2 separate regions of the Sus scrofa genome follow, and region 1 is linked to region 2. Evidence: chromatin contacts called from public Hi-C data. All regions are on one chromosome and are shown on one strand. Each heading gives the region's core, a stretch centred on a gene start, on an enhancer-like site or on the middle of the called end of the contact. The rest is flanking DNA. Distances are from core to core; before and after follow the strand shown.

What was found. A called contact is a pair of places that touch in the nucleus more often than the background predicts.
Region 1: a Hi-C map of fetal heart ventricle shows a contact between it and region 2, with 4 times the contacts expected there. The contact joins two enhancer-like sites. A contact is called at or near these places in 6 of 47 Hi-C or Micro-C datasets (embryonic fibroblasts, epiblast stem cells, fetal heart ventricle and 3 more).

What each region holds. Positions count from the first base shown.
Region 1 is chr6:99,709,649-99,714,906 of Sscrofa11.1, forward strand. All of the region lies in intron 7 of PTPRM (receptor-type tyrosine-protein phosphatase mu), which reads right to left. Among named protein-coding and RNA genes, the nearest start is that of PTPRM, 380 kb to the right of the region's middle. Within about 2 kb of position 1,608, at least 2 of the 83 cell types and tissues checked have an H3K27ac peak or open chromatin away from gene starts, as enhancers often do.
Region 2 is chr6:99,371,379-99,376,626 of Sscrofa11.1, forward strand. It overlaps PTPRM (receptor-type tyrosine-protein phosphatase mu), which reads right to left. Exons shown (of 36, transcript XM_021097712.1): 30 at 4,876-5,025; 31 at 4,056-4,229; 32 at 2,908-3,039. Among named protein-coding and RNA genes, the nearest start is that of RAB12, 130 kb to the left of the region's middle. Within about 2 kb of position 2,858, at least 3 of the 83 cell types and tissues checked have an H3K27ac peak or open chromatin away from gene starts, as enhancers often do.

The DNA of each region.
Region 1 (5,258 bases), core at 358-2,857, 340 kb after region 2:
GCCAGCAGCTAGAGCTCCGACTCGATCCCTAGCCTGGGAACCTCCATATGCCTTGGGTGCAGCTCTAAATAGAGAAAAGACCAGGAAAAAAGAAAAAGAAAAGAAAAGAAAAAAGGATAGACACTACTAGCACCAGAGACAGATAGATAGGCATGCGCACACACAGAGTTATCTAAAACCAGGAAAAACTCAGGAACTGCCAAATGCCAGCAATTCCTAGGTGAGTGGCTGCTTTTGATTTAGAGCTCGAATCACTTTTAGCCTAAAATCAGAGAAAGTGATTTGGATGAGAGATAGTGCACAGCTGACACTCTTGGCCCTTTCTCTCTGGGCTGCGTGGAGCCCATAGAGGTTCACAGCTCAGTCCTTTAAGACAGAATTTGTTTCTTTGGAGGGCTATGAAGCTTCCATATGGTATAGGCAGTAACTGGCCATCAGCAGGTTTAGAGTAAGTGTTTTCCTAGGAATTCATTCAGCTCCTGCTTGCCAGAACTATTACTGCATTCTTGGAGCTTCTGGCAGGAAATGAGAGACTGAACTTGGTATCCCCACTGAGCAGAAAAGGAAAGTGAGTATTTCTCTTCCTTCTTCCCAAGGTTTCCACAGACAGAGTGGTCACAGGCAGAAGGCTAGGAGGCAGGTCACAGAAGGCCACCTTGCCCGCAGGAGGCCCTTGAGTGTGTATTAAATGAAGCCATTGAATAATACCATGATACAGAGGCAAGGAAATACACAATCTCCCTAGATCTTTAACGTCCATAGTTGACTTAACTCCACATCTTTACTTTTGGGCTTTGGGCTCAGTTATGACGGTTTTGCAGAAGTCAAGATTTTGCTTGGCCTCTGTGGTCTTCGAGACAGCCCTCGGGCTGGAGAAGGTTCCAGAAGGTCCGGTGTGAGCCTAGGAGCCTGCTTCACCCACTCTGTAGCCTGGAACATTGATTGGGTCTGCTGTCCCCACTTGAGGTGGAGGGCCCGCCGTGCCTCTCCTTCTCAGTCAGGGCAAAGCAAGAAGCACTCTGGCTTTGGAATTAAAGGATAACTTCTCCCCAAACCCATCGCTGGCATCCCAGTTGCTTGTCAAGTTTGTGAGGAGGGACGTGTCAGCATTTCTCAGTCTGCATCTCAGCCCGAGGCCTGTGTCATGGGGCAACAGGAGGTGACTCAGTCTCACCTTCCCTCTGTGGGTGATGGTGCTTTACTGCCTCTCAAGCTTTGGGACATGTCAGATTCAGCTTAAGGATCTGTTACAAGATGGGTGGGCCTGATTCTATGTGTCCGAGCCAGGGGCTGGCGATCTGCAATTTCTAGCAAGTTCTCCCAGGATGCTGAAGCCGCTGGTCAAGAGACCACCTTTGAGAACCTGTGACTGCTGAGCATAAGGACCTGGCTTCACAAGAGCTGAGAACAAGGACACACAGCTTCTCCCGACCTCTCAGGTCTCTCCCACCAGCACTTTCACCCCACTTCGGGCATCTCATGACTTGGCATACTCTTTGCCCCTGGCTCTGACTGCTACCTAATCCACCAATTAGGTGGATGGTTCGGGGTGGTGCCAAGGAGCTGGGGTAAGTTTAGATCAAATCATAGCTGGTAAGACTTCCCTGCCCCCACCTGCAGGGGTCACCCCGAGAGCAGGATATTCATTCTCTTCTGAGTGCTGGCTTTTCAGTGAGATCAAGGTTTTCAGAAACCAAGTTCACATGAGAAAAAAGGAAGGAAGCCCTGTACATACATATCGTCAGCATCCAGCCACCTAAATGTCTACGCCTTGCTTCTGCCTCCAGGTTGGGCTTCATAAATCTACACAGAGTGCGAATGGGCATGGACACATCACCTGCAATTGTCCTATTATCTCACCCCACGTGGTACACTGATGCCACAGTCCTCGGGAGCAGTTCTCAGCATTTAACAGCAGCTCTTTTAAAATTCTGAGCCTGGACGGCCTTAGCTGAGGCAGAACTGCTCGAGGAAACCAAAGAAAACATCCATTTTCATGCACAGCAGGTGCTGACAGTGAACTTCAGTGCAGGAGAGCCATAAATATACGTGTTAACATTGGCAGAATATGACTTGTGTGGTAAGGCCAGTCTGCAAGCCTTGTGCCTGCAGCTTTTCCAAATGCCTGACAGACTCCCTGACAAGGGTCAGCCTCAGCAGGCCAATTTGCTGCTGGAGTTCAGTGGCGAAAGGCAGTCCACAGGGCCACTGCTGGCTTTCCGCGAGAAGGGGTCAGGGCAGAGAATGGGATGGGAGGCTCCGGGGCAGTGCACATCGGACCACGGGCCTCTTGAAATCGTCTAGTAATTATTCCTGAGATGGGCAGATACCTGAGGACAGCACTCAGAAGTCACAAAGTCGATGTGTGCGGGGGAGAATCAAAACCACCCCTCGCGTGCAGTCTCAACGGCTAGAAAACCTCCTGCCTGCGTGGCAGTTCCCTCTCTTAACAGCTTTTGTGCATTTCTGTCGAACTTCCAGTAAACCGTTCAGGCCAGACACACCCCCTCCCCCAAATTTTCACGGTTTTTGGCCAAAGATTTGTGCTATTCAACACTGGGAGGTGCAGGAATTCTCCCAGTAGTTTTGGCAGCAAAAGCACCAGCAGAGCTCTGTCCTAGAGTTTCTGGGAGGCCCCACAGGAATGTGAAGGGCCAGTCCTGCTTGGCACAGTTAGTGTTTTTGAACAGCAAATCTATATTTTCCTTTGCACGTATGTTTTTTTTTTTTTTTTTTTTTTGGTCTTTTCTAGGGCTGCACGCACAGCATATGGAGGTTCCCAGGCTAGGGGTCTAATTGGAGCTTAGCCACTGGCCTATGCCAGAGCCACAGCAATGCAGGATCCAAGCCGCGTCTGCGACCTACATTGCAGCTCACGGCAATGCTGGATCCTTAACCTGCTGAGCGAGGCCAGGGATCGAACCTGCAACTTCATGCATCCTAGTCGGTTTCGGTAACCACTGAGCCACGACGGGAACTCCACGTATCTTTTTTTAGTTAAAGTATAGTTGATTTACAATGTTTTGTTAGTTTCTTCTGTAAGCACAGTGATTCAGTTATACATATATACATACATGTATTCTTATCTTATCTTCCATCACTGTCTATCCCAGGAGATTAGATATAGTTTCCTGTGCTACACAGTCAGACCTTGTTGTTTATCCATTCTAAATGTAATAGTTTGCATCTATTAATCCCGAACTCCAGGGGCATCCCGCTCCCTCCCCCTGCCTTGCAACCAGAAGTCTGCTCTCCATGTCTGTGAGTCTGTTTCTGTTTTGTAGATAGATTCATTTGTGCCATATTTCAGATTCCACATATAGGTGATATCAGATGATATTCGTCTTTCTCTGACTTACTTAACATGACAGTCTCTAGTTCCCTCCATGCTGCACATGGCCTTATTTCATTCTTCTTTATGGCTGATTAGTATTCCATTGTGTATCTGTACCACATCTTCTGTATCCATTCTGCTGGCGATGGACATTTAGGTTGTTTGATGATTCATTTCTGCACCACCCTCCAAGGAGAGCTGCTGCCACAATGATCTCAGACTCGTGCTGAATCAAGCACTTTATTGGCTCTTGTTCCAAGCGTCCCTTGCTCTCTCTTCCACCTCCAGGTCATGGATTTTCCATTTGCTCTAAACCATCATTCTTCACTAAACATTTTGGAAATGGTATCTCACTCCTGGGTACCTGGTTGTCTTCCTGTGTTCTGGATCCTGTGCTGTGGTCCCACTTGAGGTTGTTTGAGAGACTGCTGCCCCAGGGGGATGGTGACCACGTGTTTGGAAAAGTGGGAAGAGATGTGAGCCACTATGAAGGCCCACAATCCTGCCACCTCCCTGCATGGTTGGGGACGGATCGGGACCATGAAGGACACTGCCATCCAGAACTCTCCTTCCCTATGGGTTCAATGGATGAGGCAGCCTTTGTAAGGTTCACTGTATGTTTCTATCAAACTTGGTCTAAAAAGGTAGGTCTCAGATCCCACTTTAGACTAATGCCTATAAATGCAAATATTTAGCCCTAGGGGTCTTCTTTCAGCCCAATTATAGAGGATGTTATGTCTTTACTAAACTCAGGCTCAGCACCCAAGTACTGAAAAATCAATAATGATTTTGGCCTAAAAGTGTGAACTGGGCAAGGCTCTCATAAGAAATGAGAATTCTGTTACTTAAATATACTCATAAGTGTCCAAACACATTATTTCTAACTGACACTTAGTAAAACCATAATACATCAAAGGCAGTGGCCTAAACAAACGGGTTTGATGAATAAGATACACATGTCACTTTAATAAATCTATCTACTAATAGTTTTACCTCCTATGAACTTTTGCCTAAATTTGGCACAATTTTCAGCTATCTACAAAATTAAATTTAAATTTCTGGCATTCACAATTGTGATGGTTAATTTTACGTGTGAACTTGACTGGGCCACGGGATGCCCAGACATTTGGACCAATGTTACACTTTAGAGAGTCTGTTAATCCTGAGAATCTGAAACATCACCCACACATCTCAGGATGGGTTATTTCCTACATAATTCCCACAGGTTGTGGGCTCATATTTTTCTGAGAATCAGGACCCACATGGGCCACCAGCAAAAGCCTTGGGTCAAACTAATGGGAACAAATTCTCCTTAATCAGGCATCTAATATCTTACTAGTTTAAAACTGAGCCAAACCAAAGATGTCCTACATAAAGTTGTTAGACTGGGTGGCCACTGAAAATATAAATCAGATCCTTTCTTTAAGCAGAATTATTTGCTGCAAGGAAGTTAATGAAATTAGGAGTGTGGGATTCTATTATGTGCTACTGCCTTGCAAACAAATATTTCTGTTTTACTTTAATAATTCTGAAGACTGTCTTAGGTTTGCCTCTGTCTACTTCCTCCCTCCTTCCCTTCCTCCTTTCCTTCCTTCCTTCCCAAGTCATGAGCCATCTTCCAGTCACCAAGAATAGTTATTCCATTAACATTACTGCTGAAGTCACTACAATCCTCAAAGGGTTAAAAGCATTGTTACCAGAATAAAACCTACACGCTCTATTTTGCACTATCCCTCACTTAAAGAACAGTCGCCAATGGACATGGTGTTTAATAAGTGGGTAGGTTGAAAAGGGTTTTTAAAGAAGATTTTGAAAATAAAATTTCCCCAATGCTTTCATCACATTCTCCCTGAGGTCAGGGCATAAGCAGAGAAACAAATTAGGAACCTCATTCATAGTTTTTTCATTATCAAGAATATATTGA
Region 2 (5,248 bases), core at 1,608-4,107:
AATGGCTGGGGGCGGGGGGCAAGAGGGAACTACTTCACTGTTTTCTAATCTGTTTCTTTTGAGCCAAGAAGAGGTGAGAAACGTGTCACCTCATTCGAAGCAGAACCATGTACCTCAGACGGAGAACCTGCTGCCCACATCTCCTTTTCCTGATGACTTTTATTTTCCAAGAATCTAAAAATCTCATCGTCAAAGATCACAAAGGTTGACTTACAGCTGAGATCGCAAGATAGTTTTCAGAGTCATCTCCTTCCCTGTGTTACGTAGAAGCTCAAGCTTTGGATTTCAGATCAAGAATGAAAGCAGGATGGATGACTAAGGGTCTTTTTTTACATTAGCAAGGTCTATGGTATGATTTTAAATTAAATAATTTATTTTTTTTGGCCTCCCTGTGGCATGTGGAAGTTCCTGGGCCAGGGATCAAACCTGCACCACAGCAGTGACTTGAGCGGCTGCAGTGACAATGCTGGGTCCTTAACCCACTGTGCTGCAAGGGAATGCCAAGACTTCGGCATTTTAGAAATTGACATTTCTTTATTTTAAAATAATGTTTCCATGAAATGTTTCCTTCCTCACCAGTGCTTCCTGGTGATAAATTATCAAACTGCCTTGGCAAAAGACAGCCTGCTGATGTTTATTTTCTTTTGATACCCAAGGGTACCCACTGTTAAAATTAATAAGCATCATAAGGGGAAGCTGAGATAGTAATAAAAGCTGGAACACGCACTTTTGAACCATTCCGCCCATTTTCTCTCGGCCGAGCTAGCTGTGCTGTCTGCTCTTTGAGTTCAGGCCCTGATCTAAAGCTTGTCACTTACAGCAGAGAAATATGAAAGCCCCGGGCCGGTGCCTGGCTCCCGGCATACGCATTCTGCACTCTGCCCAAGGAAACCGTGTGGAAAATGGCTTAAATAGTGCACAACACGTCCATGAAGGGGACCTATAAATACTTAAAGTGGTGGAGTGCTATTCTTGTGCAATTGCAAAGCCTTTCAGTTCAAACGCTCCATTTAGCGTTCTCTAAAAGGCTGGATCCCGGGAGCCCCTTTTCTCCGGCTCTGAGCACCAGCGCTTCTGCCTCATGGAACGGGGCCTCTCTGTATCTCTGGCTGCCAGTCAGCCAGGGCTTGGTGTGGGTCCAGACAGTGAGGGGTTAGAACACAGCTTTCGAACCCAAACACTCTCGTTCAAAAAGAACACTCGAAAATCACCGATGGCTGGTTCACCAAAGTGAAGACAACAGCATCTCCTACGTTTCAGGATTCATGTTAGGGGAAAACGATGACGCTTAAGAGGGCATGGTCGTTTATCTTCTGACTATCTATGACTACGGAACCTTGAATCAGGGAAACTTAACCCATGGCATCATGAGTTAGAAAAATCAGCGTCCTCCATCCTATTTCTAGGTGTGTTCCCTGAGCGGTGCTGTCTGCTTGTCTTTATAAATGGTTGCAATCTGTCCTCGGAAAAGGATCAACGGGGAAGACCGCTAAAATATTTAAGCTTCTTAAATAATAAGGACTAGATGAAGGCAGGATTATCATTATTATTTCATTAACTGGCTTTCAGGCTGGAGCCGTAACAATATAATGCAGTGCCTCAAACATAATTAAAAACATTAGAGAATTGAACGTCTGTGGGATTTAGGGCAAACTGATGACAAGAAAATGGATTTTAGGAAGGAAAAATCTTGACCAGTTTGGGTGCTGCAATACTTCAGACTTTCTTTTCTTTCTTTTTTTTTTTTTTGGCTAAAGAATTTCTTTCAAAGAAAAAAATTGTGTCAATGAGACAGAAAATTAACTCAGTTCCAGAACAAGTTTACTCCTACAACATGTCAAGTTCAAACTTCCCAGAGGCCCTCTATCACGGCTGGTCAGGCCAGAACTGGAACAGCCCTGCCCTCAAGCAATGAATCCAGCTCCCAGGACCTGGGTGCCAACGCTGGCCTGACAAATCCCTTTAAGAAACGCTTCTAACCCCATTACTAAGATTGAGTCACCACTGCCCAATTTTCTCTTTCTATGTTTAAGAGGAGCTATGCAACAGCCCCATTTATAATTCTGAGCTTTTCTTTTTTTTTGTCTTTTTAGGGCTGCACCTGTAGCATATGGACATTCCCAGACTAGGGCTCAAATTGGAGCTGCAGCTGCCAGCCTACGCCACAGCCACAGCAACACCAGATCTGAGTCACAACTGCGACCTAGACCACAGCTCACAGCAATGCCGGATCCTTAACCCACTTATCGAGATCAGGGATTGAATGTGCATCCTCATGGATACTAGTCGGATCCTTAACCCGTGGAGCCACAATGGGAATTCCCTCTGAGCTTTTCATATCTTCAAATTACACTTTTATTTCCTTTTCATATCTTTACCAAAGAGTTGATTAAAGTAATTGCTGTCCCTTAGATACACCTGTTGGTCTCCCCTGTCATCCCACCATGGCCACTGCCGCCTGTGGACTCCAGGTGGGCTGGGCCAGGAGTGTGCAGAGGCTCTCGGAGGGACCCCAGGTTGTTGGAGGCTGGCGGCCTTTCCTCAGGGTCCCTGGTTGGCTTGCTCTACTCTCGGCTCTGAGAAGCTTGGGCCCCTGTTCACTCTGACTCTCTCCGCACCTCCTATTGCCCCTGAGTCAGGATTACCAACCTTCAGGAACAGCCTATCTTCTGACTCCGTCTTGCCCTGTCACTCCCACCATCTATCACTTCAGGCTGCCTTTTTGGTCTCAGACTATCTTCTGCCCCATCTCTTAACTCCATCTGGATTTTTCAGCATCTCTGGTTCAGTCCTTGCCTGGCGCTGGTGACCTTCTACCAGGGGATAGCACTTCTCAATGTGCCAACAAAGCAAACACAGACTTGACCCTGGGCACGGGCTCTGATGGCTGTGACTCCCGAGTCTCACCTGGGCGGGATCCACGTCATTTAGCATAACCACAGAAGTGCAGTGATAATCCAGGACCAGTCTCCAGAAGTCTTTCACTGTGTTTGGCAAAGGATGCTGGCTGACTATGAAAGCCGAGGGCTGTTTATAGCTCTGCAAACACAAACAAGAGAGATCCAAATATACTCGGGAAAATGTGACAGGAGGAAGCTAACTTATTTTGTACACATGGGAGCTTGTGACATAAAACAGTGAACATATTTAACAATTGTTGAATTCTATCACCATTGTCGATGCCAAAACAGACTAAATATAGACTCATCTACAGAATAACAGTGATAAAATTCTCCTACTTTGATACCAAGAAAACAATAAGTATCCCTTATAATTTTTTTTGTTGTTGTGTGTTTTTGGCAGAAAGGCAATATTGGCCCTATACATAACTATTTTAATGGAGAAAATTTAACTTTAAAAATATGCATAAATAGTTCTGTTTTTTCCTAAAATCTGTTTGCTTGTTGTTTACTTGTGAGATGCTGTTATTTCTTCCTGCCATAAAAGGACACCCATGCTTTTTACAGCTCTGCAGAGCTTCAAACAAGTTTAAATACCTTTTCACTGATATCACACTAATAGAATTCAAATTTCCATATTAGCACTGAAAAGACCCATTCACTTTCCCCATCAATTGACTAGCAAATGTTCATTCAGTCAGAAGCAAAGAGACTGACAGGGAGTAATGAGTTGTGTTCTCTCTGTGCCGATGGGCGATTTTCCCCCCATGTTAATTACTGCCTAAATTAGGAGAAATGGGAACTCAAATAATGCTGCAAACCATATTATCCCACTTCACTGCCTTCCTGACTTAATAGCTGTCTCTTGCTCTCCGGCCAGCAGGTTAAAAATTTCCGTGCTCGGAGAGCACCTGGGACCTGCCTCATTTATCACTCTTCCTGGACTCAGGGTCTCAGGGAGACCAAGACTATGAGCCCGACCCAAAAACAGATTCGGAATCAGAAATGCATGTTGTTGAACATACAGTTTATGTCTTTAAAACAACAACAACAACAACAACAACAAAAACAGGGCAGAGAAGTCCCAAGAGAGGAGGCAGGTGCAGGCCCCTGTAGGGATATCCTCCCATCCCCCCACCCCATCCCTCATCTCACATCCATGAGAGCGGCGTTGATGTAGTTGCTGCTCTCGCCATCGATGGTGATGAGGAAGGGCAGGCAGCGGTCGGGGGGCAGGATGTCCATGCAGCGGTTCTTCTCGTGGTTCCGGGGCAGGAGCGCAATGCTGCAGTCCTCCACACGCAGGGTTGGCGTCACCATGTTCAGGGTCTAGGGGACGGAGGACACACACTTGGAAAGAGAACCTTGTCTCGTGTCCAGACCCCAGGAGGCCCATGTTTCCTGCAGTGGATGGGCCCTCACTTGGACTCTCTGACCTCTCCTGGGATTTTGTCCACAGACACTGTCCGTCAGACCTAAGGGCCACTGTGGGGGTGCCATTGGGTCTGACTAGGACTGGACATTGGGATGCTGGGGAGTAAGTGCCTGGGTGGAGGTTGGCCTAGAGTCAGACATTTAGACTGAACGTGAACATGAGACACGGCAGGAAGAATTCTTGCCCAGCGAGTACCTTGAATGCACCTTGCTTGGTTTGGCTTCGCCCCCATTACACTGCTTGCCAAGGGGGGCCTGGCTCTGCTGGCCAGTGGTTCTCAACCAGGTAGCTCTGCCCCCAGGGACACAATGTCTGCACATGTGTCACAGCTGGTGTGGAGGCTGCCTGCCCCCCATTGGGTAAGGGCCAGGGATGTGGCTAGACCTCCCACAGGAGAGCCCCATGGCAGAGAGGGACAGAACCCAAATGTCAATGTGCCAAGGCTGAGAGATGCTGTGAGGCTCAAGGGTTGGGGATCTGACTCGAAATACTCAAGGAGCAGGGTCTGAGCTGATCGCCTCTCCCTGTAGCATGACTTACCCGGAACTCCTCTTTAATCTGGCTGGAGTTTGTCTGGGGGTCCAGCTTGTTCATGTCGTAATAGAGAGATCTGACTTGGGAAGCAGGGATCGAGGTGTCCCCACAAAGGCAGGCTTCTAGGATGGCATCGTGGATGAACACATACTGCTCCTGGGGGGAAGATGGGACTGGTTAGCAGTGGAGAAACCAAATAACTGGAAAGGACTAGAGAAGGAGGGAAGGCAGCCCCACACTGTCAAGATAATAATGCAGCAGTAGTCCGGCCATCACAGACAATAACTTCCCTCCAGAGAGAAAGTGGGGGCGGGGACTAACTGCTGGGAGGGGATTCTTCCAGAACCAGCAACCCTGCTCCCCACGTAGGACGGCTGGC